Regions from separate parts of the Sus scrofa genome. Here all the other regions are linked to region 1. A link is a contact called in public Hi-C and HiChIP or PLAC-seq data. All regions are on one chromosome and are shown on one strand. Each heading gives the region's core, a stretch centred on a gene start, on an enhancer-like site or on the middle of the called end of the contact. The rest is flanking DNA. Distances are from core to core; before and after follow the strand shown.

Evidence for each region. Hi-C and Micro-C count contacts between places; a contact is called where the count stands out from the background. HiChIP or PLAC-seq counts read pairs in DNA pulled down with a chosen protein or histone mark.
Region 2: a contact with region 1 is called in a Hi-C map of liver, with 3 times the contacts expected there. The contact joins the enhancer-like site here to the promoter of TCF7L2 in region 1. A contact is called at or near these places in 1 of 5 promoter capture datasets (liver), 11 of 47 Hi-C or Micro-C datasets (adipocytes, alveolar macrophages, embryonic fibroblasts and 5 more) and 2 of 2 datasets of contacts at active chromatin or transcription factors (alveolar macrophages and skeletal muscle).
Region 3: an H3K27ac HiChIP or PLAC-seq map of skeletal muscle shows a contact between it and region 1. The contact joins the enhancer-like site here to the promoter of TCF7L2 in region 1. A contact is called at or near these places in 1 of 5 promoter capture datasets (liver), 8 of 47 Hi-C or Micro-C datasets (embryonic fibroblasts, fetal skeletal muscle, liver and 3 more) and 2 of 2 datasets of contacts at active chromatin or transcription factors (alveolar macrophages and skeletal muscle).

Annotation. Positions count from the first base shown.
Region 1 is chr14:123,342,289-123,345,136 of Sscrofa11.1, forward strand. TCF7L2 (transcription factor 7-like 2) reads left to right here and starts at 1,407. Exons shown (of 17, transcript XM_005657478.3): 1 at 1,407-2,152; 2 at 2,426-2,492; 3 at 2,669-2,793. The coding sequence starts at 1,964.
Region 2 is chr14:123,435,600-123,438,447 of Sscrofa11.1, forward strand. The region is part of intron 5 of TCF7L2 (transcription factor 7-like 2); the gene reads left to right. Among named protein-coding and RNA genes, the nearest start is that of TCF7L2, 93 kb to the left of the region's middle. Within about 2 kb of position 1,417, at least 11 of the 83 cell types and tissues checked have an H3K27ac peak or open chromatin away from gene starts, as enhancers often do. A contact at or near this core is called in alveolar macrophages and liver, where this site is marked.
Region 3 is chr14:123,408,949-123,411,796 of Sscrofa11.1, forward strand. All of the region lies in intron 4 of TCF7L2 (transcription factor 7-like 2), which reads left to right. Among named protein-coding and RNA genes, the nearest start is that of TCF7L2, 67 kb to the left of the region's middle. Within about 2 kb of position 1,408, at least 15 of the 83 cell types and tissues checked have an H3K27ac peak or open chromatin away from gene starts, as enhancers often do. A contact at or near this core is called in fetal skeletal muscle and skeletal muscle, where this site is marked.

The sequences.
Region 1 (2,848 bases), core at 157-2,656:
TTTTTTATAGGGTTGGGTGAAATAATTTAGTACATCATGGACCCTAGACCAACACTGTTCCTCACAGACAATTTGCTGATTTCTTTTGATTTCTTTTTTTCTGGTTCTTTTTGTCTCTTTCATATGGTAGATTCCTGTCCACTTCTCATTGGATATTTGCAAGAAAATCAGTGTTCTTGCTCCATTTTCCAGGAATACTGCGTTTTGGGACCCAGGCCTTTTCCCCTTTAACATAATTTTCTTTCCCATTTGTAGTGAATCAATCTACTTCCCCAAGAGAGCCTAAAAATCAACAAATACCTGCCTCAAACCTCAGGTTTTCCATCTCCTCCCTGAGGCCTTCAAGCATCAGCTGGGTTAGCAATTTCCTGCCAGAGCCATCTACATCTTGATTATTTGGTCAGTCTTTCGGGAATTTCATTTCAGACCCCCTTCCAGAAAGACTCCAGCACCACTGATCCCAGAGGTTGGTGAACTTTCAGTTTTATTTTCCCTGGTGATGTTAACGCCCAAACTTTTCACTTCCAAAGCCAGAAAGGACTTTGAATCCTAACTCATTTCCTACCACCTCCAACTCAGTTAAAACAAACAAACAAACAAAAAGCCACAACACTACATTGAAATGAATCATGCATTTTTCCTTAAGGATATTTTTAATGCCCCTGACAAACACCACAGTGTTGGAATTTTTTTTTTTTTTTTGGATAAAAAGTCATTTTGGCATATTTAGTCTAGTGAGACAAGATTTAATGAAATGATTCACTATTAATAAACAAAAAGGGGAGGGAAGACCTCGTGGGTTAATAGTTTCTTTCACTGCAGATGACCAGGAACTTTGCCCAGCCCTCCACTTCCCCAGGCTCTCTGAAAGTGGAGGGTTGATCTCTCTTTTTCGACCACTTCTGTTACATCCCGCCCGAGGGTGGCTGATTTCACTGCTGGCTAAACCACCAAGCACCCCACCCTCCCACCCATTCCCCACAACACTCTCCTCCTTTTCCCCTTCCTTAAGACTTATTTCTAATGTTTCCAAAGTGCACTTTTTCTGGGCCTCTCCCCATCCCCGCCCCCCAAGTGGGCTTTCCTTCCGCCTTTCCCGGCTCGGATTCCTGACTCGGTCGCCACCCTCTTCCCCTCCTCTCCTACCCCGCATTGTCTTTCTGAAGCCGGCCCCCTCCCGGAGCGAGTCCCCGTTCCCTCGCCCAGACTCCCGGGCTCGCACACTCTCAGCGCAGGCCTCTCCCCCTGCACACTCCTCCCTCTGTCTCTCTGCCCCTCTCCTCCCCCGCCCCTCTCCTCCTCCTCCTCTCCCTCCTCCCTCTCCCGGCGCCCGAAAGGATCATTGTTAGCCGCCCCCGCCCCGCCCACTCCGGCTGTTTATTTATGCAGACGTCACCCGGCCGGCCCCGCCCCTCGGCATCTCATTAAGCGAGTGTGTTCCTCTCGCCCTGTCAATAATCTCCGCTCCCAGACTACTCCGTTCCTCCGGATTTCGATCCCCCTTTTTCTATCTGTCAATCAGCGCCGCCTTTGAACTGAAAAGCTCTCAGTCTAACTTCAACTCACTCAAATCCGAGCGGCACGAGCTCCTCCTGTATCTTCGGCTTCCCCCCCCTTTGCTCTTTATATCTGACTTCTTGTTGTTGTTGGTGGTGTTTTTTTTTTTACCCCCCTTTTTTTATTTATTATTTTTTTGCACATTGATCGGATCCTTGGGAACGAGAGAAAAAAGAAACCCAAACTCACGCGTGCAGAAGATCTCCCCCCCCTTCCCCTCCCCTCCTCCCTCTTTCCCCTCCCCAGGAGAAAAAGACCCCAAAGCAGAAAAAAAGTTCACCTTGGACTCGTCTTTTTCTTGCAATATTTTTTTTGGGGGGGTAAAACTTTTTGGGTTTTTTTTTTTTTTTTGGCTTTTCTTCCTCCTTCATTTTTCTTCCAAAATTGCTGCTGGTGGGTGAAAAAAATGCCGCAGCTGAACGGCGGTGGAGGAGATGACCTAGGCGCCAACGACGAACTGATTTCCTTCAAAGACGAGGGCGAGCAGGAGGAGAAGAGCTCCGAAAACTCCTCGGCAGAGAGGGATTTAGCTGATGTCAAATCGTCTCTAGTCAATGAATCAGAAACGAATCAAAACAGCTCCTCCGATTCCGAGGTAGGAAAAGCCCCTCGGGCTGGTGGGGTTCTGAATCTATTTCCTGGGCTTGGCAAAGGTTGCTTACAGGGGAGAAATCGGGGCTGGGGGCGGCGGTAGGGCGCCGCGGGGCCGGGCGGGCGGCGTGTGCGTGTGGTGCCACCATTGCAAAAAGTTGTAACCCTGTTTTTCTCTCCCCCCAAACCCCCACCCCACTGATTCTTTTTCTCCCCCTTCTCCCCCCTCTGCGTGCCGTTTGCCCCTCGCCCTCCCCACCTCCACCCCTCCGGGAAGGCGGAAAGACGGCCTCCGCCTCGCTCCGAAAGTTTCCGAGATAAATCCCGGGAAAGTTTGGAAGAAGGTGAGTACGTCCCGCGCGCCCCGCAGCCGCCGGGAGCTGCCCCCCGGGCCCGCCGCCCCGCGTGCCCCGGCCGGGCCGGGGCGCCCGGCCACTTGGGGCACTTTCTAAAAAGTTTCTCCTCGCTCTCTCCCGGTCCGCGCGGCCGCCGCCGTCCCCTCGCCGTCCCGCCATGTTAGCGGCCAAGAGGCAAGATGGAGGGCTCTTTAAGGGGCCACCGTATCCCGGCTACCCCTTCATCATGATCCCCGACCTGACGAGCCCCTACCTCCCCAACGGATCGCTCTCGCCCACCGCCCGAACCGTAAGTGCCTCCGCGCCCGGCCCCCGCCCGCTGCCTGCCCGCCCTCGCCGCCCGC
Region 2 (2,848 bases), core at 167-2,666, 93 kb after region 1:
ACTCGGTAATTCACCCTTGGCATTCCAGCTCATGGTAGCGCTTATGTAAACGTGGTTCACACAGATGCTTCAGAAATTCAGGCTAGGAGGGTTTCTGTCTCTTTCCAGTTTAAACTCATATTTCCTTAGGAATCCTGCTACAGGGTGCCTACATTTTTTTTTTTTTTTTTAAGAGATTGCCCAGTGGAGAAATCTAAGACTCGATTATTTATTCTGGGAAATGGGTATTTTCCCTGTCACTTTGCATAGCGTGTTCAAGGTGATCTCCTGATTGGCTTGTTAATGGTTTGCAGGTCTGATTTTCATCTCTTCAATCAGTTTAATATAATCCATCATCTCCTGGATTTCAGAATTGGAGTATATACTGGGGAATTGAGGAGGGGGGGACCCCGGAGGGGTCTGGATGGGAAGGTTTGTTGTTATGGTCCTTTTGCACATAAGGATGTGAAAGTCCTGTGAGCTAGGGGAGTTCATCAGGATTCCATAGGTGGAAATGGCCATTTTCAGACAATTTTCCAGATCTTTTTCCAGCCCAGGCTCTCCCCCGAGTGCCCTATTCAGCTTCCATGCAGATGCCAAATAGACATGAGAAAATTAGCCTTCCAGAATCAAAGTCTTTATTTCCACCCATTCCCCGCTGCCAAACCTGTTCCTTCCAGTGTTCACCATCACAGTACAGATCTTCAGCACACACCAGGTGCGTGGGCCCCAAATCTTGGGGTTCATCTTTGACTCATCTTTTTCTCTCACTCCCCACATTCAATCCACTGGCCTATCCTGTAGGCTTGTCATCCATCCACATGGCATATCAGCTCTGCCTTCAAAATAGCTGTGGAATCGGACCCCTCTCCACCCCTCCACCATCACCAGTGAAGTCCAGGCTGCTGGCACCTCTCACTGCGGTGTTGCCGGAGCACCTGTCCTGGTTGCCCCACTTCCCACCATTGCCATTTTCCATTTCCATCCTTGGTTCCTGCTGTTCTTTCCCGTGTTTGAGATGGCCTTTGAATTCCTTAATAAGCAGATCGTGTCACATGCTTCTGCTAAAAATCTGGAGGGTAGAGCTTGTCTTTTGAAAGAGAACCGGGGCAGCTATGAACAGCAGAAAGGTCCATTGGGCCCAGAAGCAGTCACGCTTATAGAGTGTTGTGTTGGCTGGAGGACAGAGAGCGGGGCAATAGGAGGGCACGAAGGCTGAGTGAGCCCCGACCACCAGTCCTTTGCCAGTGCAGCAGGGTGTGGCTGTGTCTGGCCACCCCCTTGGTACCGCATCCGAGCCCTGCCCATTTTTGCCAGCGCGTGGTCTGTCCAGCCATAGTCTGACTGCCACGAGAAGCTTGTGAAGAACTCTGGCAGGCGTGATGCAATCTGTGTTCCGGGCAGAGGCTGCAGAGCGAGTGGATCCAGGCAGTAAGATTAAGTGCATCATAGAGACTGCTTAATAGGCTTGAATGAGATGGGTCACCATGTGCCAAAGTGCAGTGGGGCAAAGGCCTCTTGTTCGTGCTCTAGGGCACAGGCTGACTGTTCTTCTTGCAAGCACATTGTCTCTCTTGTCCAGGTGCTGAGGTGAAGCAAGTAGCAAGTGTTTCAAAAGGCTGGAGAAGGAAGGAGGGAGGGAGGGTCCACACCACAAGCCGTGGGACTGGACTGTGCCCGTGGCCCCCGGAGACCACGTGGGATATGGGTGCTCCCTTATCGAGACCTGGCCTTGGACCTGACCTCTGACTCTTCCCCCTTCTAGTGCTTCTGAGGTGAGGCCCGAGTCAGGGACACGTGTGAAATTCCGAGGGAGGTATTCCTCCCTGGCCCTTTCAGACTCAAGGGAGAAGCCAACCTTGCTGGGTGGAGAAAGAACATAAAATCTAAACGAATACATCTCAGTAACAGAAAGAGGAGTGTGGCTGGGTGGAAGGGCTCTGGGCAGATTGTTAGGATGATTCAGCTGAAACGGGGGGAAAAATTAGTTTTGGGGAAAGAGGTAGCAGCCCCCTTCAGCCAAAGCCTGGAAACGGAATGTCTGAAGCCAAAATAGTCCTGGCCAAGGCACGAAGTCACTGTCGAGATGGAATAAGTATGACTGGAAGAAGCCCTTTCCGCTTTCAGAATACAGCCAAGCATCCCCCCCGCCCCCACCCTGCCCAAAATGCTCTCTTGGCGTCATCTTTATTATGCTTTCTTCTTCAATTACCAAGTCGTTTTTTAGGAATTGAGAGTAACACCTATGCACCAGCCTTTTGGTGTAAGAAACCAAATGTTAAAAAAATGGAGAAGAGTCCACCTGTATCTCTACATGCCCCCCTTTCCTCCACATTTATCTCTACACCCCCCGCCCTGCCGACAGCATCCTTCCCCATCCTGTCTATAGGGAACCACCTTTCCCTATTCTGGTCCGTCCAGGCAGACATGTGATTTAAGCAAAGAAGAGAGAGTCTGACTCCATGCTCTGCCTGCCTTCACACACACACACACACACACACACACACACACACACACACACACCACACACACACACACACTCACTCTGAATGGAGGGTGCTTGTTTGTAGAAGATGATGTGTGTGTTTGATACCATTTAATTCTGTGCAGCCAACTCCAGCCCTGGACCATGCAGGTAGGAAGCCAAGTAGTCTGAGATGGTTTTCTGTCGCTTACAACCAAAGGAGTCTGACCAGTACAATTTTCAAAGCTCTAAGGCATATTTAAAAAATGTTTCATCTTTTCGATGTTCAGTTCTTGTGAGTAAAAATACTGGAGCATCAACTGATCATTTTTGCCACTCTGTAAATAGGGACCCGTGGGAAGGAAGCATACTTGCCTTCTTTACCAACGGGGCTGGTTGGTGCTC
Region 3 (2,848 bases), core at 158-2,657, 67 kb after region 1:
CATTCCAGCTCCTGGCCCTGTGCTCTTGACATTCTGCTGGTCGGACTTAGTGACATTTTAAGTTCATTTTTAACCAGCCTACCTCTTGTAGAAGCTTCTGTCAGCTGATCCCCAATGGGGAGATGAGATGGTGACCTCTGTCCATAGAGTGAGGTCAGGCTGGAAGAGAGAGCCCAAGAGCTGGTTAGATGGGTAGAGAGGCTGAGTTAGTTCCTCCCCCTGCCTTCCTAGCCTTTTCTGGGGATCAAGGCCCCTGTGACCGGACATCTTTAAGTTCAGCCTGCCTCTGTCTCTTTCCACCGCTGTCAAAAGACTGAGACCTGAAGTTCCATCTCCCGGATTTCGGGGAGCTCTTGGAGTGGAGGTGGCCAGGTTCCGTGGTCAGGGCTGGTTGGGATTACAAATAAACTGAAGCCTGGGAAACTTTCTTGCTATTAATAGTGCAGACCTTTAGGGGAGGGAATAACCAAACTTGATGCTGTTGGAATTGATTTTGCCTGTCCAGATGACATACTAATGAGCTAAGTGGGTAGCTGCCGATCGTTACTGCTCCTTCCCTAGCCAAGTTCTTTCAAAGCCGAAAACCACAAAAGCAGAGAACAAGTTGGTTTCCAGAGGCATGGCCACCCCGTCAAGCCTGGCGAGGTGGTCAGCTTCGGTTGCACGTGAGGAATCGGAAGTGGCACTTCACTCCGGATGAGTTGTGTTATCTAACTGCATTTCCTTACCTGGTGTCCTTTCTCCCTTTTGAAACAGGAATTTGATTTGGTGTCTGGATTTTTGATGGGGATATTTCTGTCTCTTCGGTGCCTTTGGGTTATTTTGGAGAGTTTCTCTCCCGGCCCTGGTGTGTCAGCGTGCTGTCAACTGCGCACACGCTCTCTGGGGAGAAAGTCTAAGTAAAACAACCCCAAGATCCCTGTCTCTTCAAATCATCCCCCTTTGATTGTAACATCCATTGCTCGGCTCTTCCTGGCATGTCCTGATCTCTCTCTCTGTCTACAATTAAAACCAAAACTGCCACTTGGTCCCAAGTCCCCGGAGGATCCAGGGTTCCTCACATTGGAAGTGGACAGAACTGTATTTCCTTCCCCAAATGGGGTGATTGTGCTCGAAATATCGCCTGGTAGTTTATTAGAGGAAACCTCAGGCTGGGGTCAGAGGCAGTTTCTCCTGCTGTCTTGCCCCTTTTTTCTAGATCTTTCTCCCTCCCCCACCCCCATTCAACTTAACACCCCTCCCCGCCCCCGCCCCATGGCATGCTGTCCGGGGTGGGGGGCGGGCAGCCCCGCATCTCTCTGGGCCACGCGTGAAGTTGGAGCACAGCAGCTTCACGGCGACCTGTCCTCACTCGTCCTTCTGGAACGTGAGGAAGGAATGTGGGGTGTGGACTTCCTTGAGAGACTGGGATTAGGCCAGTGGAGTCGGCCGGCAGATGAGAGGTGTGTGGGCCAAGGGAACCATTGTGTGAGGCGTCTCCGGACAGAAAGCCTGCCTTCATCTTTTCCTGTGCCCAATGGACAATTGAGACATTCAGCCCGCGTCTGAAAGGAGAGTGGGCCCGAGGGGTCTCGCAGACCCCGCCCAGAGGAAGGCTCCTAGGAGCAGCAGAGAGAGACAAGGATTACCAGCCGGAGAAACAACTGGGGCTGGTCCTGGGAGAGAATGTTTATTTCCTTGCTCTCTAGGAGGGATTTGGAAAGAGCCATAATCCTGGGTTAGGAGTAATTTGTTACAGCAAGATGATACTTGAGTGGCAGGCCGCTTCTGGCTGAGGCAGCAAGACTTGTGTGCAGGGGGGTCGGGGGGCCTCCCGAAGGTCAGCCTCACTAAATCTTCCCCCGGCTCAGGGCTGGTTCTTCCCCGAGCAAAATTAACCCGTGCCGCCGCTTGACCTTTCGGCTTCCTGGGTGTCGCCTTACGAAGCATCTCCCCGTGCATGTCACAGCTAGAACTGGACAGTAAAAATTTGGACAGGGAGACCTTGCTGGAGCCACCGACCTCTTTCACATGTGACAAGCGGGGGAAAAAAAGTAAAAAGAAAACAGCCTGCTTCAGGGTTTCAGTTGGAGTTTGAGGTCTGTCTTGCATTTGGCTTCTACGGGGACTTGACTAGAGCATGTGAATTGGTTGTTGGTTGACCGCAAAGACTTTTGGTGTCACTTGTCCTCCTGGGGGAGGGGGTGAGAAGTACAGAATAGGCAGGAGACCCGCATCGGAAAAAGCCAAGTCCTGAGAGCTCCTGGCGGTGGAGAGGGGAAGGTCTCATCAGAAAAAGCCCAGTCTTGAGAGCTCCCGGCCGTGGAGAAAGGAAGGAATTTTTTCGAGTTCTTGATTTTAATATGTGCTGCAATCTGATCATGCATGCATTGCAAACAACCCTCCCAGGTCGCCAGGACCCTGTTACTCTCTCTCTGGCTTTGTACCTCTCAAGGGTCATCTGATGGCCACGTCTCTAACACTTTACGTGGTAAACCCGTAACTTCTGGCTTGTAAATCCCCCTGTGCAGTTGGAGGTGAAAATAGCAAAGCTGAACTCTCTTGGACCTTATGTAACTCTTCCTTTTACTTCATTTACACTGTTGACCCTTTGCGTTTGGAAAAGTTGGTCTGGAGATTTTAGGCAGGCGGTTCCCATGCGCATTTTTTAGATGGGAAACTGAGGTGCAGAGCCACGTGACCTGCCTGAGGCCGCAGGATGGTGGAGGATGAACTGTGGCTTCGGTTTTCTGAACTCTCTATGGTTCTGTTGCCTCAACTGCTCAGCTCGCTTTGTCTTTAGGGACATGCCCTGAAACAGCAGGCGTTTGGCTTCCTCACTCCCATGCTCTTCGCTGACACTGTTGAC